Regions from separate parts of the Mus musculus genome. Here all the other regions are linked to region 3. Evidence: chromatin contacts called from public ChIA-PET, Hi-C and promoter capture Hi-C data. All regions are on one chromosome and are shown on one strand. The core of a region is the stretch at or near the end of the contact, and the rest is flanking DNA. Distances in the headings are between cores, read along the strand shown. Region 1 overlaps Atg3 (autophagy related 3). Region 2 holds the start of Btla (B and T lymphocyte associated). Region 3 holds the start of Nepro (nucleolus and neural progenitor protein). Region 4 overlaps Sidt1 (SID1 transmembrane family, member 1). Region 5 overlaps Spice1 (spindle and centriole associated protein 1). Region 6 has its middle 23 kb from the start of Ccdc80. Region 7 overlaps Sidt1 (SID1 transmembrane family, member 1).

Region 1 (2,750 bases), core at 96-2,595, 460 kb before region 3:
TTATTCTGTAATCCAATATCAGCAGAATAAAAATTGGTAAGGGAAATACTATAGGACATAATCTGTTTGTAAATGTTTATATACTCCACAGATGGATTCTGACAAAATATAAGGAGTTATACAGAGTTGAACTTCTTGAATTTTGAAGCAATAAGCTTAGAGGAAAAGACTCAGGAGTCAGTATACAACATAGTATTTGTATTTAATCCCTAGCACTGTCACACTGAATAGTTTATTCTAAATGCAAATCAAGTTCAATAATAATAGAACTGTAAAAAATGACTTCAAAAATTTAAAAGACCATATATACTCATGGATCAAATAAAGAAATTGAATTAAATCCACCAGTTTAAAGTCTTTACTTTCTATTTCTTTCTACTTTACCTCATCATAGCCAAACAACCATAGCCGTGGTGTCTGGTAATATTTGTCGTAAGTGATGTACAGGTCGTATGTTCTTGTTTGTAAAATAGCATCTTCACCTCCAGCGTCAGCCTTAGCTTTGCAGGCTTCCACTATTTTCCTTGTGTCTAGGGTAGCCTGTCACACAACAATGACAAAAACTTAGAGCCAGTAAAAATTGTTCTGTAAGACTATTGCCATTATTGAAAACACTAACACCCAAGTTCACTCATAAGAACTATCTTAAAAATACATCAAATTTACAAACCTCATCTGTTTCCAACAATCCACTCTCTTCATATTCTTACAGAAAAAAGAAAAAGAAAAAAGTTAACTGAGTTATAATGTATCAAGACTTTAATCTTTTTAGTTTGATATATTATCACCAAGTAGCATGATCTTTTTTCTTCTTGAAATTTAATAAACAGCTTTGTTCTCACCATAGAACCTACACCCCCGGTATAAAATTTTCTATTCTGACCACATCATGGGCTTTCACCTTCTCACTTAAATACTTCCCAGACTCTCTCAGACATACCCAAGTGGCATCAAGTGCCCTTCGAGGCCATTATTAAGTAAAATAAAATAAGCCTTACTTGAACACAAGCACTGTGGTGACTGATAATGGCCATGATATCACTGAGGTGCTTACAATGGAAGCCACATAGCATGCAGCACAGATATGCTGGACAAAGGGATGATTTAGGTATCATGGATGAAAGACATTGCTCAGCATAAGATGCCATCGTTTTACTTAGAAAACCTGCAATTCAAAACTTAAACTATCATATTTCTGGAATTAATTTCATATTTAATATTTTCAAGACAGCTGATGGCAGGTACTGAGACCCCTGAAGTCGTGTTATAAGGTAACACCACAGCTGACCACCTACACTGCATTCTTTAAAGTTAAAAGTGGTTTCGGTTTTACTATGCCCAAGTCTATATGACTAGTTTCCACCTTCGTGAACTCAGAGGCCGCTTATAAACCAACATAACTTATCACAGTCAGACACTTTCTTTCCTTGCCTTTCACATTATTTTGTATTGCCTTTCTCCTAACTTTCCTGATGCTGCTTCTTCAGTATTTTCTACTCTGCTTCTTTTATTGCATCTACTTAAAAACAAAACAAAACAAAACAAAAAAGCCCAGCAATTTACTAAACAATGTTTTAGTAACAGAAGTAGGAAAGATTTCAAGCCTGGGACATTGTCTTTTCAAATACATTGCCATTAAAGATAAACTCATCACATCCATTGTGTGGGTTTTGTTGTTGTTTTGTTTTGTTTTGTTTTGTTTTGTTTTGTTTTGTTTGAGACAGGGTTTCTCTGTGTAGCTCTGGCTGTTCTGGAACTAACTATATAGACCAGGCTGGCCTTGTACTCAGAAATCATCATTAGGGTTAGGGTGTGTAACATGGACACAAACTTTATTTTGCAACACTACTATATGACTAAGGGGAATTACAAATCATATATCTAAAACTGACCTGACTCCTTTCAAGGTAATTACTCTCAGTTAATGGCATTTCTCCAGACATTCAGGTCACATTTGTCTACCCTGCCTTTCACATTTCACATCTAATCCAGCATCAAATTGCTTTCACCCTACCCTCAAAATATTTACATTATTATTTTTCTCACTGCTACCAATGTTATTATCCTAGCCCAAGCTACTATTATTTTGCATTTTTATTTTATTTAGTATATGTTATAAAAAGTTTCCTATTTTCTTTTTCCTCTCACTATTCTTCTATTCTTGGTTTTCAACTTGATTAAATATGGAATTAACTAAAAATGAAATGGCTAGACACACCTGTGAGAGATTTTTCCTATTATTTGACAGGGAAGACCCACTTCTAATACAGATCTCTGAGGTGAGAAGATGCACCTTTAATCTGGGTCATACCTTCTGCTAGCAGCCTAGATAAAGGACAGGGAAGAAGGACACTCCTTTTTGTTTGCTTACTCTCACCCTTATTTGCAAGCCCATTTCGTCACTGGCATTAGATACTACTTCTCTCAAGATTCTGGTATGCACTGAAGATTAGCAGAGACATGTGTCCTCACGGACTGAACAACTACTGGATTCTTGGACCTTCTGTTCATAGACAGCCATTGTTGTATTAGGTGAACCACCCTGTAAGTTATTCTAATAAATGCCCTTTATATTATAGATCGATAGATAGATAGTCAGACAGACATACATACTCATTCTATATGTTCTGTTACTCTATAGAATTTTGACTAACACAACCACAAATTTACAGTCACAGCGATTCTGTTCAAATGTTAACTCATTTTACCTAGAAAACTGCTTCAGTGACTTCTCTCTAGTTAGGACACTA
Region 2 (2,998 bases), core at 431-2,930, 500 kb before region 3:
AGACATAAGTAAAATGTTCTAGTCAAAACACAGTGACTACAGCTAATTATTTTAAAATTAAGATCTGGTAAATTTAAAATGATAAGTATGTAAGGTCATAGGCAAGTTAGCTCAATTGATTTAAACATTCTACAATGTATGCCTGCATTATAATCTTACTTCATAACTAAATATCTATAGCATTTGGCGATTTTTAAAACTAGATCTACTTAAGGTTTTAATGTTAAACCTAAGTTCTCATTTAATTGGATTTTATCAAAGGTACTGAAGGAAAAAACTATTGGCAAAGGTCACCATTAACATTTATCAAGCTTTAATTGCATCTACTTACCATAGCTAGGCACTATAGGTATAAGAAAAGGCCAACTGCTAGGTATAATTATATATTTTTTAATGAAGAAAGGAAAACTAAGAAAGGAGAAGAAACTTAACTGAGTTCATAATGTAAGTAGCAGAGGGAATAAATACTCCCACCTGATAACCAAGTTTCTGTGCGTAATAAATACCAGATTATAACATACTGGGTAGAAGAATATAATGCGAATTACAACCCCAATTGTGCTATAAAATTAAAAATATTTCCTTTGTTTCACAGAGTCCAGTCTGCAAGAGGTCCCTTAGAATTAAATAGAATTAATATTTGACTCCTCTTGTCTTTCAGAGGTGGGTAATAATAAACAAGGGCTTGAATGACTAAGAAGAAGTTCTACTCTGCTCTTGGCTAGGTGGTCTTGTGACATCAGATCATTGAATCCTAAACCTCACAGTTCCAGATTTCAAGATGACATTCCACAGGACCTCAGTGGTTCTATTTTTCAATCCAACACGAATGTGCCCAGTTGCTACACGTGTGATGGTGGAAGATAAATAACCCAAGGATCCCAAGCATTACAGACCTTGTCTTCATAAACTATGGAGAATTGTTTCCTATTTTCAGTTGGCGACCATTCACAAATCATCCTGTCCAGACAAACTAAAGCGACACTCATGATTTACTCTTCAGCCTCACATCGAGAAGCCTGCTTAGTACTCTCATAGTACACCCCACAGTATTCTCATAGTATACCCCACAGAAAGAAGGAGGCAGTCTATTTAGATTGAACATTATTTGAGTGTAACCATGGCCACAGCTATAACCACAAGTATCCAAAAGCTTTCCCACCCCAGTAAGCACTACAACATCCTGCTGACATCTGATACCAAGACATGAACGTAACAAGTCTTTTCTGTTAGCATGGCAGCCACAGAGAGTTTTGTAATAGTGACAAATCTGTACTGACACATTTATAACATCTGCTCAAATCTCTTCACTTACCATCAGGACCTGGTTTTAGGAAACTTAGCTCCAGCTATGGATCAGTTTTTGCTCTGTAGCCAGGTGAGTAGCATGTCCTAACTTCACTCACATCCTGGAGCGTTTTCAAGAAGCAAAAGGGACTCATCACTCTGAGCTATATATGCCCTGGACATGAACATCCCTCTCCACAGAGCAAGCTCAACTATCACTGACAGGAACCCCGAGGAAGAAAACCAGCTTTCTTAGTAGGTCCCTTACCATTCCTCTTAGTAGCTTTCTCACAAAGGATGCTCCAGAGGCCCAGATGGAGGATGAAGAATTCCCTAAATAACCGAGGAGTCCCAAGCATGGCAGGCACTGTCTTCATTCCCAGCACGTGTCAGGTAAGGGCAAACTTCCTCTTCCTCCCTAGAGATCTTCAGAGCTGGGTCACGTTATTCACACTAGCAGCATCTTAGGCCAAAATAAATTAATTAATTTAAATCAAATCAGGAGACCTGGTGGGAGAGGACAGTGTGAGTAGTCCGAAGGATTTGTGAGAGCAAGAGGCCCTGCTGTGGTTTTGTTTCTGATCCGACCTGCTGTTCTCTTTCAAGCCCTCTGATGTGCAAAGCAGCTGGCTCCTTGCTTCCGCTCTGCCACCATTCTTGCATAACCTTGAGGTTTTTCTCAAAGTGAACAATTAAACTTAAAAAAAAAAAGATCTAAATTGTTACAGTCTTTAGGTTTAGATTCTGATCAAATCAGGGTCAGGAAATTCATACAAAAAGTACCTATGGTAAGCATATATTTCCCCTTTTTATAGTTTGTGATTATGATACTTCATCAGTGTAATGTATCTTACAACCCTCCCCCCATGCTCCCATAAAGGCACAGTAAGATGAGAATGTTCCTTGTCATGAAACCAATGAAGACTTATCTGACGTTATGGAGAAAATGACTGACAGGGTGCATTTCATCAACAGAAGAGGGAAGGGCCTCCTTCTTCAGTCTGTAGATGCCTATCAACGGAATACATGCTTGCCGTTAGTACTAGCTACACGATCTTCCTAAATATTAAAGTTCTAAGCAAAATGAGCACTTGAGTGCCAATTAGAGGAAACTTTCATTTTCCGCATGCTTTATGTGGTTGTTGTCGAGATGAAGCAGTAAAGTAAGAAATGGAAAAAGTTCAAAATTGGATAGCTCAGGGTTGCTGAGGGGCTGTGGGCACGCAGCCCACGTTCAATCACTAGCTTATAACAACAGGAATTTGGTAATTCCAAATGGAGAGGTGGCACCTGTGCAGTTTAACTCATTGAATGAAATTGAGAAATCTTTCCCTCAGAGGCTAATGGTACCCTTCCAAGGCCAAACTCCATTTAGGGTACCTATTGCATATTTGTCCAGATAAGCCACAGTGGCTGGAATACCAACATGAGTGAACGCCGCTCCAGAATTTAAGGAACTCAGCCAATCCATGCTGATGCTCACGCACCCCTGGTACGCCAGATGATACAGGTAGTCTGCAGAGCTCCTAGAATCTGCACTGTTGACCAAGGAAGCACCCTGCTTATGGTTCATTTTATACAACTCATCCCCCTTCCTTGCTCAGAATGGGGTGCAAAACTCCTGTTGGCAGTAGAAACAAGGCTCAATGTACCTCTAAAATAGCCTAAGAGGTTTCGAAGAAAAGCCTTGAATCACCACCCATCCTAAAGC
Region 3 (3,151 bases), core at 503-3,002:
CATGAGCAGCTGGGAAGCAGGCGTCAGGCTCCATCTGGTGGCTCAGAAAGGAAACACAAGCATTCTAAGTGAAAAGCTCTGTCCTATCTGGAGAAATTAAATCAGCTACCTGGGTGATGAGGAGTTGGTGAATTTCCCATAGTAATCTGTTTTTAAAATTGTGACTAAGGAATTAGAAAGAACTTAAAACTGCGTAGGAAAGATAGATGGGAAGAGGGGTGAGAATACTCGATAGGTTGTACTTAGTTAACAATTACCAAATGTGTCTGTAATGACAGCTACGGTCATTTGACTGTCAAACCAGGCACTGTTACAAATGCTTCGTGGTATCAACCTTTTCATTTCCCCAATATGGCCAAGAAGCTGGTACTATTTTTTATCCCCATTTTTGACTGGGGTAAAACCTGTCTTAGAAATAACAAAAAGTAACTGACAGTCATAGGACCAAAAGCAGCTTCAAAAACAAAAAGTTGGATGTAACCGTGAAAACTACAGTATTTCGTAGCTGTGTCTCCCGGTAGCTGAATGTCCCTTCGTGATTAAACATCCTTCAAGCTTAGGTAGGCTGCTCTCGCTCTGGCGCACACCTTTAATCCCAGCACTGGGGAGGCAGAGGCAGGGGGACTTCTAAGTTCAAGGCCAGCCTGGTCTACAGAGTGAGTTCCAGGAAAGCCAGGGCTACACAGAAAACTCAGTCTCAAAAAACAAAAACAACAACAAAAAACTAAGGCAACCCAGGTATTAACTCACAATTCGAAAGACCCCCACCTCATTATAATATTTAGGTTTGAATATTTTATTACGTTTTGGGGGGGTCGGGGTTGTAGCACAGCATTAAATCCAGGGGGAGATGTAGAACATATTACTTGCAGAAGTTGGTTCTCGCTTTTTACCACGTGAATCCTGAGAATCCTCATTTCGGCTTGGCCATACGCATGGGCCCATCTTTTCGTCCCACCCACCCAATAGGCTTTTCTAAAGGATCATGGGAAGAACGTTCCAAACGAGAGCCGGCCCGTGATTTGGGAGCGGGTAAATCAAATCGCCCGATCCCTCTTATATGGTTAACACCTCCACAGCATATATACTAACAAACTAAATTAAAACTCACAACACAGACCCCACCCCCACACACATCTCTTTGCGAGTCCCTGTTTTCTAAACAAACTGCTCTAACTATCTCATTTTTCCCCACTTGAGAAGAACCGAGAGACCAGAGTAACTCCCTCGCCCAGTAAGGGGAAAACGAGCTCTTGTATTTTAGAGACAAGCCGGAGGTCCGAAGCCCCGGCGTACGGTACTTGGGTGACAGCCCCGATCCTTGGGGACAGCACAGGACCCAGGCAGCGTTTGGGGGCTACACATGCAGGGCCGGGACTAGTCGTGCTCTCCTGTTCCAGCACAGTCACGGCGAAGCCCAGGCGCTTGCCAGCAATCCTCATGCCACACTATCCAGGCCGGACCTTCCGCCTGGCGCTCCCCTTCCCGGCGTGCCCCGCGCTCAGGAAGTCCCACCCCGTCCCACGTGAGCCCGCCCGCCGGTTCCCGGAGACACGCTAGGACTTCCTTGCCGGCCACACTCACCCAGGGTGGCGCTGGGGTCCCGCACGGTCAGCGTGCTGCAGTTCCCCGCCTGGGGGATCCTCACGCGGTTCCACGGCTCCGCACCCGGCCGCACCGCAGCGGCCATCTCGAGCGGCGTGGGAGGGCCGGGGAAGGCCGAGCGGAGCGTGAGCGAGTTGAGCGGCCTGGGCAGGAGAGGGAGGGAGGGAGGGGACGAGGGCGGAGCGGGGCGGGCCGGAGGTGTGGGGCCCGCCCCGGGGCGGAGTCACGGCCCGTTAGACCCGCTGGGAAAGGAGAAACGTGTTAGAGTATTCTGAGGCTCCTACATTTTTAGAGCAACTTCGAAGCTATGCATTTTACTGATGGATCCGAGTGAGGCCCAGCCTTTTAACTCTTACTCGGATATTTTGAAAAGAAGAACTCGCATCATATCAGCAAATGTGACATTCGTCACGTAGTCACGATTTATTTGGAGTAGTCAAGGAAAACTATATAGCTTGGATATAGCTCAACTTCAATAATTACAAAAAACCCAGAGGTTGTCTTGACCACCCATTATCACCGTCATTTTCTCCGACAAAATATTCCAGGCTCTGCTGGTTCTGATCACTGATTACTGGTGATTGTTCGTTTTAAGTCCTTGGGGCCTTCTTGCTTCTGTTCATAAGGTTTCTTTCGCAGGGTGGAGAGGAGCAGTTGGTGGGCATTAAGTGAGACTGCCAAGTTGCTTCATTATGTCTGCGGATTACCATATATTATCCCAAAAAGGTAATTTCTTCAGACCTCAGTGTGCTTGGGGGTAAAGACTTCTTAGAACAGTGCCTGCTGTACAAATTTTTACTCTTACTAGACGTATTTAACGCAAGTAATCTTGCCCTACTGAGATGCTCTCTGTCCTGTGTGTTCCTTACAGATAATTGCTCGTTTTTGTTTTTGTTTTTTTGTTTTTTTTTTTTTTCTGTTTTTTTGGGTTTTTCGAGACAGGGTTTCTCTGTATAGCCCTAGCTGTCCTGGAACTCACTCTGTAGACCAGGCTGGCCTTGAACTCAGAAATCCTCCTGCCTCTGCCTCCCAAGTGCTGGGATTAAAGGCGTGTGCCACCACTGCCCAGCTTAATTGCTCTTTCATTTGAACCATTTTGAAACAATCTCACTTCTTCAGTCAGCTCTGGGATCACTATCTTTAATAACACTTCGTAAACTATCCTCACACCATAACGACTTAAATGCCCCTCTAATGCACTACCAAATTACCTGTGTGTTAGTTTCCTATTTGGGCTGTAACATATTACCACAGACTTAACAGAATCAACATAATGTTTCTGGACTTGTGGAAGACAGAAGATATTTTAGTTGGAGATGTGTCGTGTGTGCACGTTGGAGGCTAAGGGTAGTGGTCAGGGTCTTCCTTTACCACTACCCACCTTTGCTTCTGAGTCAGGCTCTCCCGCTGATCCTGGAACTCAGTGTTTGGTGATCAGTCCCCAGAGGCATCCCTTCTCCATCCCAACCCTCTGAAACGCCTTCCTAGCCCCAGTTCAGTCTTACTGAGCTAAAATTAGCTGTTTAATGGGCTGTTTCCTTCTGAG
Region 4 (2,875 bases), core at 342-2,841, 440 kb after region 3:
GTTTTGGGTTTTTTGTTGTTGTTGTTGTTGGTTTTTGTTTTTTTGTTTTTGTTTTTGCTTTGGTTTTTGTTTTTTAACCAGAAAATGAAAACCAGACCTGGAATCTACAACGATCAAAGAACCTGAAAGTGACCATTGTCCCATCCATCAAAGGTTGGTTTTGGCTTTGGAGTGTGGTGGAGAGAGTCCTGTGTGGGGAGCTCTATCGTGTCATTAAATGCTAATGTCTCCCTCTCAAGGGGAGCCATCATAAAAATACTCAAGTGTATTTAATGTACAGATAGGATCAGATCTTCTTGAAGAGAAACAAGCTAGCGTGCCTGTTGGTGGTGGAGTGCTTGCCTAACTTGTATGAGGCCCAACAGCCCAGAAAGATGGGGGTGGAGGGAATAAGGAAGGAGAACTAGAGAGAAGGAAAGGGGAAGAGAAAGAAGAAGTGGGGGAAAGAGAAATAATGGAAAAGAGAGATAGAGGCAAGGAGAGGAGGGAGGGGACTCAACTCTAGAGTTGTAGATAGTGATCTTTTCAGGTCGTCACTACAAAGCTACTTGTGGGTAGCATCCCAGTGGCCTCCCACAGTGCTCAGCTCCAGTGACATATTATTGGGATTTAAGAATGGATGTGATGGAAGCTGATCGATCTTATAAGCGGTGCTGTCCCCAACACAGTCCTCCTATTTCCAAGGACAAGCTGACCAAAGCTGTTTCTCTCTCCTCAGAATCTGTATATGTGAAATCTAGTCTTTTCAGCATATTCGTTTTCTTGTCCTTCTACTTGGGATGCCTGCTCGTTGTGCTTGTCCATCATGTGAGGTAGGTGCACAGGTTCTTCCTCCCCTTTGCCTCTCTGTGTGGTGTTCAGAGCATGGGCTTTGGAGCACACTGACTGGCCCACTAAGTGTGGTCTTGGGCAAACTGCTTTTTCTTCTGTACTTGGACTGCAGGTTTTTCTTATGTGGAGTGAAAGAACGTTTGGCTCACTTGCAGATCTGAAGTCAATGTCCCACATAGCATGCTGGTAGAGTTTTCACTGTGAAAACACAACAGTGAGGTGACTTGTCTGAGTTTGTACCTGAGAATCCTCTCTGTAGATCCCACAGACTGAAGGGAACCGCCAGCTCTTTCCAGCACGGAGTCTGAAAACAAACTGAAGCATTCTGTCGAAAAGTTAATCGAATGCTTAAAATAAATCTTGAGGTATAGTCCGTAGCTGGAGCGATGTGCTTTGATACATATTACCAGGTGCACCAATCTCCCAATAAAATATTCCTTCAGGGAAAAGGGAGGCTACCCCCCCCCCACACACACACGGTTTTAAACATAAGTAAATAAATAACATTTTATAACACTCTCTGCTTCTCTCTGCGGGGCTGAGCTTTGAGAATTCTGGTTTTGTTATGCTTTCTGAGAAACAACTACAAAAGGCTGACGGGAGGCTTACAGTAAACAAATAGAGTTTCCCCCTCTCATCTTAAACAGGAGACAAAGTGTACAAAGACAACAGAGAGCTCTGAGACTGTAAGCCACACACCAACTCTGAGCAGCACTCTTGGCTGCTTCCTTGGCATAACAAAGGCCCATCTCTCAGTCCAGGAAACAACTCTTTTTCCGCACTCTTATAAAAGTTGCCTCCAACCTGCTCCCCACCTGGGGTGTGCCTGTAATCCCAGCACTCAGGATGGGGGAGGGGGGAGATTAGCAAATTTAGAGTCTACAGGAACTAATTACATAGAGAGTTCAGGGCCAGCCTGAGCTACAGAATGGAAAGCTTGTCCCAGAAGGCCAAGGCCTGGGGATATGACTCCGTGGGAAGTGCTTCCCTAGTGAGTGTAAGTCTTGGGTCTGAGCTTCAGCACAACTAAAAAAATAAATAAGAACCGGATCCACCACTTTCCAAGCCTGGGTGGATTGAAGCAACAAACTAATTGGGAAATATGCATTGTAGGCCATTTGGAAAAATGGAAATATATGAAGACATAAAAATCTCAGAGGAAAGATCTAAATAACCACAAATATATATCCAGTGAACCCAACAAATTTAGAACAACAGCTCCCCATCAGTAAGATGTTGCCAGCAACATGGACATTCAAATGAGTATATCTCCCCCATAGCGGGCCAAAAGCTCACTGATAAACACAGAGGAAGTGCCGGGATTGAAAAATCATTTGCAAACATCACAGCTAACATTGGCTCAGGTTAAGAATGGTCAGTAGAGCAAGGTCTGTACTCACAGCTACTTCAGAGGCTGATCAAAGGGATTGAAAGTTCAAGGCCTACCTGTGCTACAGAGTGAGTCTTAGCCTGGGCAGCCCTGCCTCCAGATTTCAAAAGAAGTCTCCAGGCAGTGGTTGCACATGCCTTTAATCCCAGCACTTGGGAGGCAGAAGCAGACCGATCTCTGTGAGTCCGAGGCCAGCCTGGTTGACAGAGCAAGTTCCAGGACAGCCCGGGCTACACAGAGAAACCCCATCTCCAAGAAGGGAAAAGAAGTCTGTGGCTAAATCTCAGTGATAGACCAGTTTTCTAGCATGGGCCAGACCCTAAATTTAATGCAAAGAAAAATAATCACCCATGACTGCTAAGTTGAGGAGGGGGATTCTGACAAGGAACAGGGTACAGTGGTTGTGTGGCCTGACAGTGTAGCTTCATAAATTACTAAGTCAAGAGAGAAAAATAATAAATATGCAGCGGAGAAACAAAACACACTGATCCGTTGATGAGAATAAATACCACTGGGGGAAGGTGAGCAGAGTGTGCCTCCAGACATGACAGCACCCCGAGGGAGGTCCAGCCTCACTCCCTATAGCTCCCACAAATGTGTATTTCGAAACTAACTATGGGGAAGCATCAGACACGAAATTTGCCATAAAGGGGA
Region 5 (2,739 bases), core at 162-2,661, 360 kb after region 3:
GGATGGATCTTGAGGTAACCCAATCACAAAAGAACTCACACAATATGTACTCACTGATAAGTGGATATTAGCCCAGAAACTTAGAATACCCAAGATATAAGATACAATTTGCTAAACACATGCTCAAGAAGAATGAAGACCAAAGTGTGGACATTTTGCCCCTTCTTATAATTGGGAACAAAACACCCATGGAAGGAGTTACAGAGACACAGTTTGGAGCTGAGACGAAAGGATGGACCATGTAGAGACTGCCATATCCAGGGATCCACCCCATAATCAGCATCCAAATGCTGACACCATTGCATACACTAGCAAGATTTTGCTGAAAGGACCCAGATATAGCTCTCTCTTGTGAGACTATGCCGGGGCCTAGCAAACACAGAAGTGGATGCTCACAGTCAGCTAGTGGATGGACCACAGGGCCCCCAATGGAGGAGCTAGAGAAAGTAACCAAGGAGCTAAAGGGATCTTCAACCCTATAGGTGGAACAATATGAACTACCCAGTACCCCACCAGAGCTCATGTCTCTAGCTGCATATGTATCAGAAGATGGCCTAGTCGGCCATCAGTGGAAAGAGAGGCCCATTGGTCGTGCAAACTTTATCTGCCTCAGTACAGGGGAATGTCAGGGCCAAGAAGTGGGAGTGGGTGGGTGGGGGAGTGGGTGAGGGAGAGGGTAGGGGACTTTTGGGGTAGCATTAGAAATGTAAATGAAATAAATACCTAAATAAATAAATAAATACAAACAACAACAACAACAACAACAACAAAACCCAAAGCCATATGCTACAGATGAGTCAACTCTGCCTACTGCCACCAGATGGCATTCTTGAGCTGAAAGGAATCTTAAAATCAAGGCAGCTCCTTTTCTAACCCTGACTCAAATCAATAAAGCATCTAATATCAAACACGCTGAGTGGAATTTCTCTGTAATAGAGAAAATCACATCACATGGCAATTACTATTTTACAATACAGAAATATAAGTGAGTAGCATTCTTCTGCTATCCTTTCTGCCATGGCCAAGTGGGCCGGCCGGCTAGGTCAGTTAATGAGATTGCCATTTGTACCTTCCATAGAGTAACTTTAGAACTGCAAAGGCCAAGAGCACACACCGTACAGAATACTGGGCTTAGGGCCCACACTAGAAATAGTAAATAAACTCTAACCACTTTAGTTAGTTTCCTGCGACGTCAATGGCGCACAGCATGGGTTTTACTTGAGACCTGATTATAGTTGACACCGGGCATGTAGTTGTTAATAAGATTGTTTTTCCACTTAACTGCTCTGTCAGCTCCATGACTTTACTTTGACAGAGGGTGTGTGGTGGTTTGTCTATGCTTTGCCCAGGGAGTGGCACTAGTAGGAGGTGTGGTCTTGATGGAGTAGGTGCGATCTTGTTGGAGGAAGTGTGTCATTGTGGGGAGTGAGCAATGAGACCCATCTCCTAACCACGTGGGAGACAGTCTTCTAGCAGCCTTCAGATGATGATGTAGAATTCTCAACTCCTCCAACACCATGCTTGCCTAGATAGATGCTGCCCTGCCCCACCTTGATAATGGACTGAACCTCTGAACCTAACCTGCAAGCCAGACCCAATTGAATGTTGTCCCTTTTAAGAGTTGCCTTGGTCATGGTGTCTCTTCACATCAATGAAACCCTAACAGGGTAATGCCTTAAAAACAAAAAGTAGTAAATTCTTCAAATTATCAATAGAAAATAAGCTGTGTTATTTTTCTAACATGGTAACAACCATGCCTTTGTATCAGGGATATGCCTACCGTCCTATCATATCCATTAAATACAGACAACACAAGCACAGAAAAATTTAGTGACTGAAACAAAATATGCGCATGCTCTTTGATCCTTAGTTTTCTTTTCTTCCTTCCCCCAGTACTTGAGAGTAAACCCTGAAACACCCTAGGTAAGTGCTCTAACACTGAGCTAAAGCACCAGCCCTTGACTTAGTGCTTCTGTTAATAATTAACCCAACAAACAAGCCTGTACCCAAAAACACAATGAAGACTATCTGCTGGATTATTTATCATGCCAAGATAAGATGCAATCTGAGTGGCACACACTACTACTTATCCCTAATACTGCCCTTTAATAGCAACTCCTAAGTTCCTGGTGGCGGTGGTGGTGGTGGTTGTGGTGAGTTTTTGACACAGGTTTTTTTTCTGTAACAGCCCTGGATGTCCTGGAACTTGCTTTGTAGACCAGGCTGGCCTCAAACTCACAGAGACCGACCTGCCTCTGCCTCCTGGTGATGAGTGCTGGGACTAAAGGCATGGGCCACAATGCCTGAGCCGACTCCTGCATTTTAATCAAGGAAGCAGCTCAAGTTCCAACCCATCTTTGAATACAGGAGCCTCCAAGCAATAGTGTCCTGGAGAACAGCACACAGTGCCAATGGCTGGCATAAAAGGAGTAGCAGACACTCTCTACTTCCACTTGCTGTTGCCCTGCAAACAACTGAAGGACACTGTAGCAGCCACCCTGTGTTCAGGATGCTGAAGAACTGCGGGACCCTCTACCAGCTACCTCTGAGCTCTCCATGAGAGAACTAAATCTGTGTTTTGTTTAAGTTACTATATTGAGTTCTTTTATTCCCAGAAGCTAAGTGTCCACAAATAGAACAATAATAAATTATGGCAAATCTACATCCAAACCTAGACATTAAAAAGGTAAATTTATTTCTAACTACTGACTTTCAAGATACACTGGCATATCAATAGAA
Region 6 (2,835 bases), core at 125-2,624, 350 kb before region 3:
AATGGAGTCACGAAACATGACCCCATCTCTGGGAAAACAATATAAATCATGTATCAGATAGTATTGATAAAAACTTTCCCAACAATAATATTTTATATGGCTGCACGTGTGTCATCGGAAGTAGGTTTTGGTATATTGTTTAAGAAAACCTTAAATAAAAAGAATTAAAACAGTATAAGTTTATGTTTTGAAGATTTACAGAGAAACAGGAGCTGATGTCAAACAGTAACTGATCACACACATTCATTAGCTTGTTCTTGGGAATTTGCCACTAGCCTTAGATAATTTTTGTATTTTGATGTACCAAATGATCATAACAATATTCATTCTACCTAGATGTTTTACTGAAAACACCTTTTTTTTGAAGTTGTAAGACTTGGATGATTTTGTATTTTGATGTACCAAATGATTATTGTTATTTCTGTTCTATTTCGCTGCTTCACTGAACACAGCTCTTCAGAGCTGTAGCACCTGTTTCTCTTATGTATAAAACCCTTGCTTGAGAGCTGCAAAACACACTCAGGTTCCTTTGCCTTGGGAAGAGGCAGGTTGTTCCTATGTTTGCTCCTGACTCTAAACAGATGAAACACAAGCTAATTGCTGCCCTCTGGGCATACCAAGACAGTGTCTCATAATCCCTGGAATGTAGCACGAAGTCTAAAGGAGATGAGAAATATGCAGCCTTTTCTCTATATTTGTACCCCAGACACTCTGTGAAGGCTAGTATGGGGTGTGGTATGCATTCGTGGTATGTATTCTGCCTCTGTGTTTGTTTCTGTTTGTCACCACCCAATCCTTACCCACCTGACCTCAAGAACCCACATCCCAGGAACCCCCATACCTGGCTGGGGTGGTCCGTTGCACCCCTGGACCTTTCTAGCATCTTCTTTATCATTTATAGAATTCATGAACTCAGATCTTGGCCTGGAGGTACATGCTCCTTAGTCACTTATTCATCATTGGGAGAGAGGGCTTAGCCTCTGGCAGCCTCCATTATAACATTCATACCTGAAAGGGAGCCCCAAAAGCCAGCTGCTTACTTTAATGGAAACAATTTTAAACCCCATGCTTGGTATGTTTCTAAAGCTTATGTATCTGATTGGTTTCCTGGTGCTTTTCTCTATGTTGGCAAATTCGTGCCAGATGAGTTTTTCATTTGGTTTTGGTTTTGATTTTTTTGATGGGATAACCTTTCTTTGAGGTCATAGGGCGAAGTCCTTAACTACCTATCTTGCTCTTGTTTAACCAGTATCCTTTGCCTTGGGAATAGGCAGGTTGTTCCTATGTTTGCTCCCAACTCTAAATAGATGAAACACAAGCTAATTGCTGCCCTGTGGGCATACCGAGACAGTGTCTCATACTCCCTGGAGTGTAGCACGAAGTCTAAAGGAGATGAGAAATATGCAGTCCTTTCTCTATATTTGTCCCCTAGACACCCCGTGAAGGCTAGCAAAAGTCTGTTCTGATTCTGCAAGTACTCTGTGGTATGCATTTGGGTAGTAAAATTACATTTTGCATTTGTAGTCGGTATTTCATTTTTGAAAAAAGTGAACATCTGGTTTTCCTCTATTTAGTTTTGAAGCTCTAGAACAGCTGGGCAGGGCAACTTGGCCTTGTTCTGCATCTCCGTGAGTCATAGCTGAAGCTTCCACTCCATCAGCTACTCGCCCATTGGCTCACCAGCTGCCACTCATCTCCCCACAGCTTTTCTGGTTCTGGATGAGGACAGGGTCTGGATCAGCTTTTTCAGTCCAGCCCTTGGGAGTTTCGAGAGTGCCAATATTACATGAAGATGCTCTGGTCAGCTGTTACCAAATGTGAAAGGCCCAGCCCTGAGTGGGTGGAAAGTAGAGTCTGGCTTGCACTCATTGGGGTTTTGAGTCATAGCAGATTAGTGTTTAGACAAACTGTTTTTTCTCTCTTCTCTATTTTTCTGATCTGAAACTACAGATAAAGCAAACTGTGCTGAGGCTGTGAAGACTCACTGATTTTCACCAAGGAATTGAGTTATTTGCGTCCATCTTATGAGTTCCGTAGTATTTGGAAGAGGGAGTTTGTTTGTTCCATGCCTCAGTGCTCTTGAATTCAAAAGTTCTCCATGTTTCCTAGACCACTGCAACGGTGGGAGGTTCTGACCCTGGCTCACAGGAGGACCAAGGTACAGCCCTGTCTGAAAACTCTTCATCAGGGTTACCATGGGAGCCATAGCAGCCCCTCCAGCACCCAGGTGTAGGGTTCTCTTCCTAACCCACCATGTCAGTTGGGCTATTGTGCTCAGTCTCCATTATAGCTCTCAGCTACTGGAAACAGCTCACACTCTGTAACCCAGCACTCAAGCTCCTCTGGAGTTTGTCCCTAAACTTTGAGAGCCAGCTGCTGCTATCAGAGCCTCGTGCAGCATAGCCTAGGTACACTACCTGCCATTGCTGTTTGTCCTCTGATATCCGTGGTTTCACTCTATGCATGCCAGAGTGCTGTGAGGTGGACAATGGCTCCGTGTGCTCCTTTAATGTTCCCATCACCTTTTCTCTTTGCAGATTTCAATTCCACTGGGGCCCTGATTATCCAGACCCAGGTCAAAGGTGTCTGCTGCTTTAGAGTCTCCCTTGAGCACACTTTGAACTGAGCCACTCTTGACCTCTTCCAAATTTCCAATCCCTTTCCCAGCCTTCCCTCAAGGCTCGTGCTGGTATCTTCACCTGGAAGAAGAGGTTACAGTGCCTCTTTTTCCTGTCTCCCACCTTCATGGGCAGCCATGGCTCGGCTAGTTGTCTAGGTCACCTTTCTGCTTTCCTGAGACCCTCCTAAGGAGTATGCACTTGGTAAGCCCTTTCA
Region 7 (3,155 bases), core at 380-2,879, 470 kb after region 3:
CAATTGGAAGGTGGAAGGAGAAGAATGGTGAGCACAAGGTCAGCTTGGCTACATAGTGAGGTCCCATTTTAAGTACACAAACACACACACACACGTCACATTAACATTGGTTCAGCTATCCCCAGCCTCTCCACCCATTTCCTCAAAAACTTTACTTCCTAACTACATGTTCATTTCTCTTTAGTCCTCAGGAAAACATGTAGGTAGAAGAGTCAATAGCGGCAATGAGTGGACATAAAACCACAGAGCCATTTGTCCTGTTTACTGCTGTGTCCCTTGTCCTCAGACCCTACAAATTAGACCTTGTGGGTAGTTCAGGAGAGCAAATGGGTGTCTGACAGCAAGGGCAAGATTGGAAGAGAAAAGGCCCTCGGTTTATTCTTTAGGGAAGAGCTGAGAATCTGAGACAGGCAGAGTCCATGCCCTCCATAGGGGTGGGGAACAAACATCACCTTTACAAATAGGAGGTAAAAGCCATTGTTTTAAGGGAAACTGAATAAATCGAGTGGCGGCTTACCTATTTGGCTTCCTTCTTACAGATCATTTCTCTCTCTTATTTCTTCTCTGCTTCCCGCTGATTCAGATGTGTCTGACACAGGTAATGTTCTTCCTCCCTTTGTAGGGGGTCTAAACTGTTCATAGACCCAGCTTGCTGTCTGCCAGCTCTGCCCCCTCTTTCCTTTCTAAGTCAGGCAGCCTGCATGGGAGGATGGTCTAGAGAAAGGCTTGGAAGCCACTCTGCATCCCAACCCACGCTGGGGTGCATCACTTCTTGTCTCTTGTATAGCCAGGTTCCTTGCTCTTTGTTAAATTCAGTCCCCAGAGGAACTGTGGTCCACTCTCAGCAGTGCTGGCTCTGGGTACACTCAATCTTACCTTTGAGGTCAGGACATGAATAGCTCACTGGAAGACAGCCTCCTCTGACCTTGACTCTGAGGGGAGCAGCTAGAGCTCTCACACCGAATGCCTTCCATTCCAAACATGACTTACGTGGGACTACATTTAAAAACCCTTTCCTGCTTTTCTCACCCTATCTTAACTTCCATTACCTAGTAGTTCTTTCTAACCATTCTTAGTACAGCCCAGTACCTCTTGGTTCAGAACTCAGTAACTCATCACTAAGTTGAGAAGTGTAGATTGGAACCCTTACAAGATAGATCTCCATTCCCAGTATGGAGAACAAGTAATTGAAGGTAGATTTGAGGATCCCATGACATCTCTCCTGATAGGAAACCCCACCAGAGTGACCCGTAAACAATGGAAGCGTAGCTGAAGGAACCAGAAAGGTGTCTGCTGTCTGCCATTCATGTTCCTTGGCAGCCTTTCTGCCATATAACGCATGTGCATGGTACACCCGCCAAAACAACATAATTTTCTACATCATATACTTATACCTGATAGGACACCTGTCAGGTGCAAAGCATTCTAATGGCTTTAATAGAGTGCCGATGGCATCCTCCTGGACCCCAGTCTCAGGTCATTTCCCAGTGTATGTATTTCCTCTGTGTGTTCTCATGGTGTGATTGTGTCAACACAGATCTGGGAATCTTCCGGCGGGCTGCTATGGTGTTCTACACGGACTGTATCCAGCAATGCAGCAGACCTCTGTATATGGTACGTGCATGTCCCTGTGTTCCTTGGCCATCTCTCAGAAAATGGAGGAACAGTGGGAGGGCCAGGCTTCGGGCAGTGACTCAAACCTCCAGAATTCCAAAGGACCAGATGGCCTGAGCTGGCTGCCTTCCAGTCAGTAGGGAATCATATTGCTTACGCTTTTAAAAAAGATTTTAAAAAGCGGTCCTATTTTTATAAATTAAATACTTGCTAGTCTGTAAAGAAGATAAAGGAAGTATATATACACACACATACATGCACCCCAAATTTTTAACATGGTATATACGTTTTAGTCTTATTTCCTTTTCTAGAACTTTGCCAATGACTACTATATCTACATTACACCCGACACTTCCTCTTCCTTTCCAAATTTATGACCTCTTCAATTATTATTGTTACATATAAAAATAGCTATATACATACATACACATGTATATGCAACCCACCAAGACTACTTAGTATTGCCCATATATGTACACATGTTCAGGACTGATCACTTGGGATTGGAAAAATTATATGGGAACTCCTCCCTGGAGGAAACTGATCCTCCTTCTCTAAGTAGTCACGGGTCAGCTGTCCACATGGAATTTTGCCCTATCCTTGACGGACATCACATGGAATACACCAGACATTTAAATAGAAATGATTACTGTGAGGAAAATCAAAGCAGAATGCCTTTGTAGATAATCTAAACAGATGCCATTGTGAAAATGAAATTTCACACTAGTAATCGTTTCACCAAGACAGCAGGTGTGAACTGGCATGGCTCTGAGCAGATCATCCCTTCTGATCACATTCATTGATGTCATAGCTTATTTACTGTTGCTGTGACAGGACACTTAGACCAAATGCCACGTGTGTGGGCAAGGGCTGATTTGCCTTACACTACCAATCACAGTCAGCCACTGAGTGAAGTCAAAGCAGGACCTCAAGGCAGGAACTGAAGCAAAGACTATGGAGGGGTGCTGCTCACTGGCTCGCTCCTCATGGCTTGCTCAGCCTGTTTTCTTACACAACCCAGGACCACCAGCCCAGGGGAGGCACCACCCACAGTGTGCTGTGTCCTACCATATCTATCAATAATCAAGAAAATGCCCTCAGAGACGTGCAATTATGGAGCCATTTTTGCAGGTGACATTCCCTCTTCCCAGATGACCAAGCTTGTGCCAAGTTGATAAAAAAAAAAAACTACCCAGAACAATTGGAACTGTCACTTTCTACATTATCACCTGTGTACATTTTTATAGCAGAAACATTATTAAACTGTAGTCACTGTTTGATGGTTGGAATGCTTCTTTAACATTCTCCCCTGTAGTCCTCATATTATCCATTTCTTTACTAAGCCTAAGAGTGTGGGGTCCCAGCACTGCCTTGGTTTCCTGGCCATTGACCTTGGAAAGTAACCAACTGAAAGGCCACTTACATCATCTGCATCCTTGGCCTTGGCTTTATATGGTTCTGTGCTCAGATCTGATGCTGTATTCTGCCCTGGCACACAAGAATTCAGTAAGAGCCCAATTAATAATCATATAATCAGAAGG

Evidence for each region. Promoter capture Hi-C pulls out the DNA fragments that hold promoters and counts their contacts. Hi-C and Micro-C count contacts between places; a contact is called where the count stands out from the background. ChIA-PET counts read pairs in DNA pulled down with a chosen protein or histone mark.
Region 1: an RNA polymerase II ChIA-PET map of memory CD8 T cells shows a contact between it and region 3, with 24 read pairs. The contact joins the enhancer-like site here to the promoter of Nepro in region 3. A contact is called at or near these places in 11 of 39 promoter capture datasets (the C10 cell line, the HPC-7 cell line, cranial neural crest and 6 more), 4 of 484 Hi-C or Micro-C datasets (bone marrow-derived macrophages, cortical neurons, nephron progenitors and 1 more), 12 of 115 datasets of contacts at active chromatin or transcription factors (the SCID.adh cell line, acute myeloid leukemia, bone marrow-derived macrophages and 8 more) and 2 of 9 other capture datasets (adipose tissue and liver).
Region 2: a contact with region 3 is called in a promoter capture Hi-C map of liver, with 3 times the contacts expected there. The contact joins the promoter of Btla here to the promoter of Nepro in region 3. A contact is called at or near these places in 1 of 39 promoter capture datasets (liver), 3 of 115 datasets of contacts at active chromatin or transcription factors (bone marrow-derived macrophages and memory CD8 T cells) and 2 of 9 other capture datasets (adipose tissue and liver).
Region 4: a promoter capture Hi-C map of embryonic stem cells shows a contact between it and region 3. The contact joins the enhancer-like site here to the promoter of Nepro in region 3. A contact is called at or near these places in 13 of 39 promoter capture datasets (the 3T3-L1 cell line, 3T3-L1-derived adipocytes, cranial neural crest and 5 more), 1 of 484 Hi-C or Micro-C datasets (the G1E-ER4 cell line), 10 of 115 datasets of contacts at active chromatin or transcription factors (acute myeloid leukemia, embryonic limb bud, embryonic stem cells and 1 more) and 1 of 9 other capture datasets (embryonic stem cells).
Region 5: a contact with region 3 is called in an RNA polymerase II ChIA-PET map of memory CD8 T cells, with 90 read pairs. The contact joins the enhancer-like site here to the promoter of Nepro in region 3. A contact is called at or near these places in 7 of 39 promoter capture datasets (3T3-L1-derived adipocytes, the C10 cell line, cranial neural crest and 4 more), 9 of 484 Hi-C or Micro-C datasets (B cells, brain, cerebellar granule neurons and 6 more), 11 of 115 datasets of contacts at active chromatin or transcription factors (bone marrow-derived macrophages, cardiomyocytes, craniofacial prominence and 8 more) and 2 of 9 other capture datasets (adipose tissue and liver).
Region 6: a Hi-C map of bone marrow-derived macrophages shows a contact between it and region 3, with 21 read pairs. The contact joins the enhancer-like site here to the promoter of Nepro in region 3. A contact is called at or near these places in 15 of 39 promoter capture datasets (the C10 cell line, the HPC-7 cell line, HPC-7-derived erythroid cells and 11 more), 2 of 15 datasets of contacts at CTCF or cohesin (CD8 T cells and the NIH/3T3 cell line), 34 of 484 Hi-C or Micro-C datasets (CD4 T cells, CD8 T cells, DN3 thymocytes and 23 more), 33 of 115 datasets of contacts at active chromatin or transcription factors (the 230-238 cell line, CD8 T cells, the SCID.adh cell line and 22 more) and 3 of 9 other capture datasets (adipose tissue, liver and pancreatic islet).
Region 7: a Hi-C map of cerebellum shows a contact between it and region 3, with 2.9 times the contacts expected there. The contact joins the enhancer-like site here to the promoter of Nepro in region 3. A contact is called at or near these places in 19 of 39 promoter capture datasets (the 3T3-L1 cell line, 3T3-L1-derived adipocytes, the C10 cell line and 13 more), 36 of 484 Hi-C or Micro-C datasets (B cells, the Ba/F3 cell line, the C2C12 cell line and 25 more) and 18 of 115 datasets of contacts at active chromatin or transcription factors (the 230-238 cell line, astrocytes, cardiomyocytes and 10 more).

Annotation. Positions count from the first base shown.
Region 1 is chr16:45,180,611-45,183,360 of GRCm38.p6, reverse strand. Atg3 (autophagy related 3) reads right to left here. Exons shown (of 12, transcript NM_026402.3): 8 at 671-705; 9 at 385-540. Among named protein-coding and RNA genes, the nearest start is that of Atg3, 23 kb to the right of the region's middle. Within about 2 kb of position 1,345, at least 3 of the 459 cell types and tissues checked have an H3K27ac peak or open chromatin away from gene starts, as enhancers often do. A contact at or near this core is called in memory CD8 T cells, where this site is marked.
Region 2 is chr16:45,223,019-45,226,016 of GRCm38.p6, reverse strand. Btla (B and T lymphocyte associated) reads right to left here and starts at 1,680. Exons shown (of 6, transcript NM_001037719.2): 1 at 1,556-1,680. The coding sequence starts at 1,664.
Region 3 is chr16:44,722,902-44,726,052 of GRCm38.p6, reverse strand. Nepro (nucleolus and neural progenitor protein) reads right to left here and starts at 1,752. Exons shown (of 9, transcript NM_145972.4): 1 at 1,585-1,752. The coding sequence starts at 1,690.
Region 4 is chr16:44,279,732-44,282,606 of GRCm38.p6, reverse strand. It overlaps Sidt1 (SID1 transmembrane family, member 1), which reads left to right. Exons shown (of 25, transcript NM_198034.3): 8 at 82-153; 9 at 719-812. Among named protein-coding and RNA genes, the nearest start is that of Sidt1, 52 kb to the left of the region's middle. Within about 2 kb of position 1,591, at least 10 of the 459 cell types and tissues checked have an H3K27ac peak or open chromatin away from gene starts, as enhancers often do. A contact at or near this core is called in embryonic stem cells and stem cell-derived epiblast-like cells, where this site is marked.
Region 5 is chr16:44,360,778-44,363,516 of GRCm38.p6, reverse strand. All of the region lies in intron 4 of Spice1 (spindle and centriole associated protein 1), which reads right to left. Among named protein-coding and RNA genes, the nearest start is that of Spice1, 15 kb to the right of the region's middle. Within about 2 kb of position 1,411, at least 14 of the 459 cell types and tissues checked have an H3K27ac peak or open chromatin away from gene starts, as enhancers often do. A contact at or near this core is called in memory CD8 T cells, where this site is marked.
Region 6 is chr16:45,069,425-45,072,259 of GRCm38.p6, reverse strand. No RefSeq gene overlaps it. Among named protein-coding and RNA genes, the nearest start is that of Ccdc80, 23 kb to the left of the region's middle. Within about 2 kb of position 1,374, at least 72 of the 459 cell types and tissues checked have an H3K27ac peak or open chromatin away from gene starts, as enhancers often do. A contact at or near this core is called in the NIH/3T3 cell line, adipose tissue, bone marrow-derived macrophages and 2 more, where this site is marked.
Region 7 is chr16:44,253,410-44,256,564 of GRCm38.p6, reverse strand. Sidt1 (SID1 transmembrane family, member 1) reads left to right here. Exons shown (of 25, transcript NM_198034.3): 20 at 1,538-1,614. Among named protein-coding and RNA genes, the nearest start is that of Sidt1, 78 kb to the left of the region's middle. Within about 2 kb of position 1,629, at least 25 of the 459 cell types and tissues checked have an H3K27ac peak or open chromatin away from gene starts, as enhancers often do. A contact at or near this core is called in cerebellar granule neurons, cerebellum, forebrain and 1 more, where this site is marked.